Linked DNA regions of Drosophila melanogaster: region 1 is linked to region 2. Evidence: chromatin contacts called from public Hi-C data. All regions are on one chromosome and are shown on one strand. The core of a region is the stretch at or near the end of the contact, and the rest is flanking DNA. Distances in the headings are between cores, read along the strand shown.

Region 1 (4,464 bases), core at 181-2,680, 140 kb before region 2:
CCATTGGCAATATGCTAGTCGTGGTGATTGCCGAATTCAAGTTCACCAGCTCGCAATCCGGAGAGTTCACCCTGTTCGCCAGCCTTATGCTAGTGGATATGATGATCTTCTTGTGGCTAGCCCGCAGCTACCAGTACAAGGATCAGCGGGAGGACTTCGAGGACGACGATGATGCGACAATCGATAGTGTTATGCAGTCGAAGCCCAAAGCCACTACAGTTGATACTACCGCAAGGAAAACAAACGGCATTGAGGCGGAACCAGGATACGGGGCCTACCGCAATCACGCCTACGACAACGATTTCTCGGAGGCCTAGATGTCCGATTTTCGTACTTAAAGTCCATACCCATATCGACAGCGTCGCCCGCATTCGCATTTAGTCGTAGCTAGCCCTTTTATTTATTTTATTTGTTCGCATTTATTTATATATGTAGTTGGCTGTAAATACGTTCGTTTGTACGAGTATTCTGTAGATGCATTTTTTACCCAATTGTTTTGTAAATACATTTTATACGTTTTATTACAAATGTTTGGCATTTATATACTTATTAATTATTATAATTGGCACTGCGGTTTACTTTTTAAAATATGTTTACAATACAATAATATTAGCTAACTGGCTATCAACAATTTAAAACTTCAGTTAGGGTTTGAAACTGAACTGTGTCCCAAACATTGCTGTTAATGTTAGCTGTTATGTGCAATGCATGTATAACAGAAATGCAGTTGTGCGGCGTTACCGGCTCGTTGGAAAAAGTTACTGTGGGATTTCTGTTCGCTGTGAACTGTATCTTGTAGAACAATTACGTTCGGAGTGGAAAATGGAAATTAAGTGAAATATCCAGTGATCGATCGGTAATAGTAAATTGTTTGATACGTTTAGGCCAGTTGGTAAGGCAAATTAACAGCAGTTGTAAGTAAATTTAATCAGAGACCAGGGCACCACACCCGAAAAGCGTGCAGATATTAGAAGACATGGGCGTAGTTTCATATACGAGCTGTCCCCTTCGGCTTTTTCGACAAGTGGCAGCCCTAATGGCCCTCGTTTTTTCGCCGACAAGCATTTAATGCGTAGTCACCGAAGAAAAGTGTTAGTTACCAGGGCCTGCCCTTTTAAAATTAAATTTAAATTGAAAAAAAAAATCACCAAAAAATCGAAATCTCTGGCAAGATGTAGCGTCGAAAGAAAATTCATCAAACGGCATTGCCATCATCGTGCAGCAATCCCAAAGAAGCCATTTAGAATGCAGGCATCCAGGCAAAAACCAGAAAACGTGCCTGTGGCAGCTGCACTTCGTGGCCTTGACGAGTCCGGACAATAGAAAAACCCTGGGAACCTAACCCAAATGGCTTATAGGGGTTGGACTGGACTCAGGTAGGCGAAGTCCCCGAAAACCGAGGCTACATTCTTGCCACCGCTGCTAAATCGATCATCAGTCTTTGGCGGCATGGCTAAGTGGAAACTTCTCGTAAGAAACTCTTCCCGGAGGAGTGTGGAATTTTTGTTATATTTTTTTTAAAGTGCATTTTTTTTTAAAGGTGAAATTAGCTAGAGTGTGTACTGCTACTGATAGGGTGACCTAACGCAACAGCAACGAGATGTGCTCCATCGGGCAGTGATAACTTCTTGGCAACCCCAACCTTAAAAATTCGACTTCAATTCAATACATGTGACCAGATAAACACAGCTTCAAGCGCATTACTCGCTCCATAGATTCATTAAACCTTAATGAACACAAGAAACACTCAAAAAGTAAGAGATTCTTCGCCTGAGCTGCAATTCTTAAGGGTGGCGTCTTCGAGGCATCGAAGACGCGGCTATCCGAAGTAGCGAAAGTGGTGCGAGTGGTGCAACTTGTGACACTGCCAGCGGAGTGGATGAGCCCCATATAAACTGAACCTTGCAGACCTACAAAGACCCTATGGCCCATAAAGCCGGACAGGGTTTTCCTGTCCGAAAAGTAATGTAACGAAAACGCTTGAGATGGAAAATTCTGGCCGGAACGAAAGAGACAAATGAACCCAAAGCGTCCGCTTGTCGCCACTTGCGTTTCGAGAAGACGCGTACGCATACCTCTATCGGATGCATGTGGCGGTACGCGGATGCGAGCGAGACAATGATACTGTAGACAAGGAGAGACGGCTCCCTCTCTCCATCACTCTCTATCGGGCTGGCCAGGCGTTTGCATCGCAAGCGGGTGAGTGAGACGGCCATAGGGCGGACTGCAAGTCCCGAAAGAGAGCGGTAAAGCCATATAACCCCTATAAGCAATAAACGACGCATCGAAAGTTGCGTATAACGGCATGGGCATCCCTCGGAAAGGAAAAAGTTCAGACCGCACTCACGAATACCGCTCCGCTCTGGAAAGACCGGCCAAATCTGTAAGAAATGCTCGGCCAGGAGCGTAGAATCGCCATAATGCAGTAAACGACTGCAAAAGCAGCTATAACTCAAACAGAAGTTGACAAAAGCAAGAGCTATGCGCTCTATTAAAGTCACAATAAGTGTCATCGTAACGTTCACCACTTTTCACATTTCATCAAAGTCCATTTCTGGTCCGTGCAAAGCAGTAATGTAGAGATTCTTTTTCATTTGAAATTGTTAGTTATCACTGCCCTAGGAACTCATCAATTTTTGTGATAGTAGTGACTGAAGTATTTGTTTTGAGGGAATTAGAAGCCAGAAGATTTAGGAGCCATGCCGCCGCTTAAGTAAGATCTAAAAGCCAAGAAGCTACACCCAGAAGAAACTGCCACTGCATAGATTTTTGAAATGAGCAAAGAAATCTAAACTGAAATGGTTATCCACCAACTGAAGGCCATCGAATCTATTAAGTTTTATCCACGTTAGCACTGTTCAAAATCTCAAGCTAGGCTACTAAACGAACTATTCATCACAAAAGCCTCACACAAAATATTCATTCATGAATCAGTCTAGCCTATTTTTTCTTCTGCTTTACCATTTGAACAAGTACTCAGAAATCGCTCGAAAAGGGACATTTTGATTTTGCTTTGATTTTGTGCCTTAGTTTTTCAACTAACCAAAATATTGCTTACAGAAATTAATCAGTTTATTAACTGAAAAAGCCCTTAAATTAACTGCCAGGAGGTGAGTTTTTGTCTTCGATTCTTGGAAAACGTTGAGTAGGGGCCCAACTAAAGGAAATAGGCCAGACAAAGCCTGTAAAAAAAACCTATAAAAATAAAAAGTTCTAAAAGAGGCCACTGTGAAACTGTTATACAAGCTGGCCTAAAGTTATGCGTAGAAGAAAACGTATAAAAGTGAATAAATGTTTGCAAACGGATGTTTAAAACATGCGTTTTCTAAACGAAAGATGAAAAATAATATCAAAAAGCGAATTAAGTGCTGTTCAATCGTTTGACCAGCAGTTGATTTGCGAATGGCTGAAAATATTCGCTTAAACTTATGGCAAAGCTTGTTAAAATAAAAAATAAAAAATTTTAAAAGAAATAAAAATATCCTTACACCGGGCACCTACAATGCGTATCCACCCGGGATTCAAGCAAAAGCTATTATTCTATTGGCCTTGATTATTAACATATTTCTATGCTGTGTGTTCTTTCAGATGAGTTTTGAACAGAGACGAAACTTGGAGCCTCGCGGAGCCAAAGTTTTAAATTGATTTTTGTTTTTAATTCCCTATATTCGAGTCGATTTCCCGCAGTCTTTTCATTAATTTTCTTAAACATTGACTGGCTAATTCTTGAACCTCAGTTTTCATTCAAAAGTCATCTTTTCTTCGTTGGTCCCTGCTTGAGCTTGAAACATTGTGCCAAGAATTTTTTTCTGTTCAATTGAACCTTTTCTGTGCAAATGTCCTGCAGAAGAGGAAACCCATTACAGACTTGTGCTTTCTCCTGAATGTGATATGCAAGCAGGTGTAACAAAGCCTATGAAATCCGGTCCAACCCCACATCAGGCCATAGCCAAGAAGCTCCGCCTAATACAAGAGAAGATTATACTAACCAGTTTGCTATCTTTCAGATCCGACCAGAAGTAGATCGTGTTCTGTGAACTAACCCCTTCAGTGTTCAGCACCTCGTCAATTGTTCTTAATTGTTCCTTTTATTTTATGTTGTGTTTTATCTAATTAACTTCCGTTGTATTTTACCCAGTCCCCTTCCTTGACTTTCTAATAATTTTCCATGTTTTGACAGATCCTTTTTTGTCCCACCCGAATAACCAACCATACTATTCTTATATAAGGTTCGTGTTTCGGAAAACGCATTAAAAGGCGTAATTTTAAATCGTTTTCCGAAATGGGAATCACATTTAAACAATATTTTGAACTGCGTAAAACGAATAAATGGAACGGTATTGAAAGCCTATGCATTCATTACGGTTCAAGAAGTATAACTAAAAAAAAGGAATGAAAAAAAAAGAAAAGAAAAACACATTTACTAACAAATAAAAACTTGCTGATCAACGTTCTACGCAGTTC
Region 2 (4,787 bases), core at 70-2,569:
TATTTTTAGCACGCACTGTGTGGCTTATATAAAGGCCCCTATCTAAAGGCATTTCATCTTATCAACGTTTTTGTTTTGCTCATAGCAGCAAACAAGAAATTACCAAATATGTATTGTATTATCAATTGAGTTTCAGTGAAATAATTGTGTGTGCTATAATTGAATGCAAGCAGAGGTTTTGCCAAAACCTGGCCATGTTTAGGTATTTCATTAAAAACACGCTCATAAACTACACTTGTATAATTGAAAAACTTGGCATCCTTTTAAATGCAATACGCTTTTATTGGGAAATTTCTCAATATGATTTAAACAACATTTCAGCCCGCCTAAGGGTTAATGTTCCAAGATGAAATCCCAATAGGTTTTAGTTCGAATCTTTCCCTTTTCCGTCTTCTTCTTGGCGCTTTTGTTGTTGCCCTGCCTGCGCTTTAGAGATCGGCATCTCGAATCTCCAATTGGAGTGAGGTTTTTTGTTATTTTCCTTTTGCACTCGGCGAGAAAATGCAGGGCAAAGAGCGAGTCTGATAGCGGGAAGGAGCAAAATGAACGACCCAACAACTAGCCGTACTAATTGGCATACACACATGCCACGCCTCCAACTGCTCCTAAGTGCACACACACACACACACACACACATACACACATGTGCATAAGTTTTTTTGAATTGTTACCGGTGCCAATTTGTTTTTGCGAGTGTATTTATTTGAATTTACTTTTATTCGCGTGAATATGTGTGAGTGCGAGAGAATTAAATCGCCGGCTGAGATAAAATAAAAGTCACTACAACAATAACAACAATGCTATTCACTCGCCTCTCGCTCGCACACGCTTCGCTTTTCGTTTGCTTTGCTTTGCGTTGCCTTTTTTTTCCGTTGTTTCCCCCCCACCCCTCTCCGTTTTTGCACACAACGCTGCGAGGTTAAGTTTGCGATTTTAGGAATTGTACGATTTCTACGGCTTTTCCGACATCGACATCACATTTAGAGGAACGAGAGGTGTTTACCATGCCATTTGGTGTGGCGAGCATATATCTTCCGCTTCCGATCGGATCGGCGATTGTCTTAAACTTTCAGAGGCTGCAACTATAGCTTTTTGTTGTTCTTTTTTTTTTTTCTTTCGCTTTTGTTTCTTTGGGATTTGGGTTTGTGGCGTGGCACTGTCGGCACGACACTTAAGGGTTAAGGTTAAGGGCCAATCGCCATGATTCCCAAATGTGTTTACTTCGGTTTTCCACAGCCGATTTTTGTCTATTTTCACAGTAAAAAAAATATTCACAATATTCACACGAACGCACACACGCAGAAATGGCCTAAAAATATACTGTAAGTTGGTGTAAAAAAAATACCGAAACGAGTGTGCAAAGAAGCCATCTGGCGGAACGATGAGTGCGCTTAACATGCACAGTTGTGTCTGTTAAAGTAGCAGTTTAGCGGTCACTTGTTACTTAGCGTGTGCACCAACCATAGTTATCGGATACTTAAACCGCTCGCCAGCGAGTGCACAACTCGCTCGCTCGCCTATCGAGTACATCAACCAGCAAAGCGAGTACACCCACCAGCCTTAGCGATCACACCCACCTCAATATAAGACGGAACTTATTGGTATTTTTGTGTTATTCTTAGTGATGCTTGTGCTTGGTATAATTGATCGATGGCAGAGCGGTCACATTGGTGCACCTCTGTGGTATTTTTCCACTTTCACACTAGTTTCTTTCAAGCAAGCAAAACCAACGGAACTTTAATTGCGGTGTGCGGCGAACGAGAAGAGAAACCGAAAAGCAGCCAATTTACTGTTGCGTTCCGATCCTGTTAATTCATCAGTTGCCGATTCTCCGATCGCGCCTGTAACTTTTTTGTTTAGTTTAGTGCATCAAGTGCGAGATAACACAGCAAAGCAACAACAAACGAAGCGACAGGCCAAAGCGGACGCGCAAAATACAATAAAAAGGAAGGAAGAAAACGAAGTACGCAAAAAGGAGGAAAGAGAAGCAAAAGCATTTACAGCTAAAGCATTATAGAGTGATTACGCATATTTCGTATGTTGTTCTTCATGATGTCTGCCGTGTGGAAAGATTCTTTCTTTTTATCTGGGTGTATACACCGATGAAATCCCAGAAAGGAATATACACAGGGGTTTTTTGTTTCATAAACAAAATTTGTAAAAGCCGCCAAAAGGCGCCGCTGCCGGCGTTGCAGTCGACGTCGAAGAAAGTGGATGTGTGTGTGTGTGTGTGTATATGTGTGTGAGCAAAGCAAGAGGTGAAAAAAAAACTCAGCAGTGAAATCTTTCTGCTGCTATTTGCTTTGTTGAATATTTAAATGTAAACTAAATAAAAGGTATTGCGCTTGGCATTTTTGTGTGTGTGCTCCATTCAGCAAAATAAAGGAAAGGAGCGGACTGATGAGCACACGGAGAGCGAGAGATAGAGAGAGAGAGAGAAAGAAAAGGAGAAGGGCGGCGAGAGCCTTTTATCAACGGCTATCAGCAGAAATATTTGTTGCCGCACCCCGCTTGACCTTATTCTCTCTCGCTCTCGCTGCCGCTCTCTCCTGCTTTATCGCCCTCTCTTTTTGCGGGGTGTGCAAGGTGCAGTCGCCGCCCGCATTTTGCGCGTTGACTCATACACACAAACACACACACACAAGCAAGCACGCACACGCCCCCATCGCCCCTTTGCTTTTTAAACTTCTCTTTATCCCAATTCCGCTTTGGGATCTCGTTTACGCCGCTCTAAATAACATTTGCCGAATTTTCCCAAGTATTAGTAATAATTTAACATTATACAAATATTATTTAACCAACAGTTAAATACAGTTGAGTTTTTTTTTAAATGACAAGTTTATTAAGCACATTTCTTCATTAATCACATATTTCGAATTTCTAAGAACCTTCTTTGGCACTCGAAAATTGTCGTTTGAAATGCAAGAAAATTCGCAGAAACGGTGTCTGGTTTTAATCTCTGTTATTTTGTGAGATCGCTTTTGATGGCATTCGCTCTGTGGCGTTATTTTCTCACAGTGACCCGTTTTCCGCTACCATCTTTCCCTTTCCCCATTTCTCATTATCTCCACGAACGTGCCGATTTTCGGGTTCTGTTGCTAATCGGAGAACCATTTTGACATTAGCGTTAGATCATCATGATGGTGATCGTTAGTTAATCCGCTTCAACTTTATGCGCATCTGAATGTTCCATCTTTTTATCCAACACGCCTAAAGCAAATGAGGAAAACTGAAAAACGTGACACAGAAAAATGGTTTTACAGTTTCTAATTAGGCTCAAGTTCAAGATCAATTTGAGTGCCAGCTTGTTTTATATTGAATAATTTCATTTATCTATGACTCACTTAATCGTATGTGTTGACCCCTTTCCCCCTTTCACCAACATTTCCTAATTATTTGTTTGTTTGTTTGGTTGCCAAGGGGCGTTAAAAGCTCTCACCAATTGAACGAAATGCGAACGGGGGGAAGTGAATAGCTGAAGTATGTCAAAAAAAAATGCGTTCTCAGTTCCTTTAAAACTGAGTGCTTAAATAATCAATAACTGCTCTTTGTGTAGTTTGCCTTATTATTTACAAAATGCGAAACCAGTTTTGATTTCAGATCGGTCTGTAGAATATGAGCCATTCATATTCCAGAGAAATTTAATCGTTATCAAAAGTGTAAACAAAATCTTACATTATTTGCAAGATATAGCCGAGCAATTTGTTAGCTGTTTCACCTCTGACCTTTTCAAATATAATTCTCTGGCAGGCGAGAATAGATTAACAATAGAGTTGAAAACACTGACTCATAATCTTCACGATCTTTCGCAGTGACACAGTTTTTGGTATATATGTAGTTTTCTCATCTTTTGTTCGGCATCTCCGGCATGTTTGCTAACTTGGCCAGAAGGGAGAAGATAGCGCAAGTCGGCCAACTTAGCCTAATTTATAGCCATCAAGCTGTGATTTGCTCTAATTTCACTTCTAATGGAGTTTTGTCAAGGGAGACAAATCACGGAAATGGGTTCTATTTCTATGTTTCTTCTAGGCCAAGTCCATTATGGCCAACATTAAAGTTTGTTTTCTACGAATAATAATGTTGGCCTAATGCAAAAGTTATACACACTTGATGATAATTGTCCATAATGGCCAAATATGTCTGCCGAATGTCTTCAAAATACGTTTTATATACCTGATTATCAATGAATTGTGCATTAAATACGTGTAATGACTTTGTTATTTTCCAATTAAATGATTAATCGCCCGTTACCAACGATCTACGATATCCGTTTGTAAAGCATTTAACATTTGAAAATCTTGAGATTTCTTCCAACAAACGATTCTTGACAAAGTCGCGCGCGCAATCACATATTTGTTAGCTGACTTTAGTTTGTTACATCATCGTATCAGCATCTCCAAAGTTCTCTCAACACATTTGCCTTATACAGGTTTTATTTGTTTTATGCCCAGGCTCTCAAGTGTTTCCCCATGGCTTTTGTTGTTGCTCCATCGCATTTCAAGATCTTTTATCACAGCTGACTATGCCTAGGTTTTAATTATGCTCTCCTCGCTTCAGAAAACACTTCCCACGCATTGTTCGTACATATATGTACCTATTTTTCATATACCACTCGGTGTGAAATAAGTTTTTAGTTTTTTTTTTTTTTTTTTTTTTAGGTATCGCTATCTGCAAAGGCAGATCAAACTTGCTCGGCCAAATAAAAACACTTTGTAAATGAGTCTGAGCCACGCAGTTCGCTTGACAAGTTTTCCTCGGCTTGTCCAAAGAAAGTTGTAACAAATGTA

What was found. Hi-C and Micro-C count contacts between places; a contact is called where the count stands out from the background.
Region 1: a Hi-C map of the Kc167 cell line shows a contact between it and region 2, with 1.8 times the contacts expected there. The contact joins the promoter of lncRNA:roX1 here to the promoter of Tlk in region 2. A contact is called at or near these places in 5 of 107 Hi-C or Micro-C datasets (the Kc167 cell line, the ML-DmBG3-c2 cell line and the S2 cell line).

The regions. Positions count from the first base shown.
Region 1 is chrX:3,859,027-3,863,490 of dm6, reverse strand. It overlaps lncRNA:roX1 (long non-coding RNA on the X 1), which reads left to right and starts at 1,430. Exons shown (of 1, transcript NR_123784.1): 1 at 1,430-4,464. yin (yin,) reads left to right here. Exons shown (of 6, transcript NM_001297915.1): 6 at 1-525. The coding sequence ends at 317.
Region 2 is chrX:3,716,539-3,721,325 of dm6, reverse strand. Tlk (Tousled-like kinase) reads right to left here and starts at 1,319. Exons shown (of 9, transcript NM_001144680.3): 1 at 1,222-1,319. It overlaps Rala (Ras-like protein A), which reads left to right and starts at 1,691. Exons shown (of 6, transcript NM_080324.4): 1 at 1,691-1,963.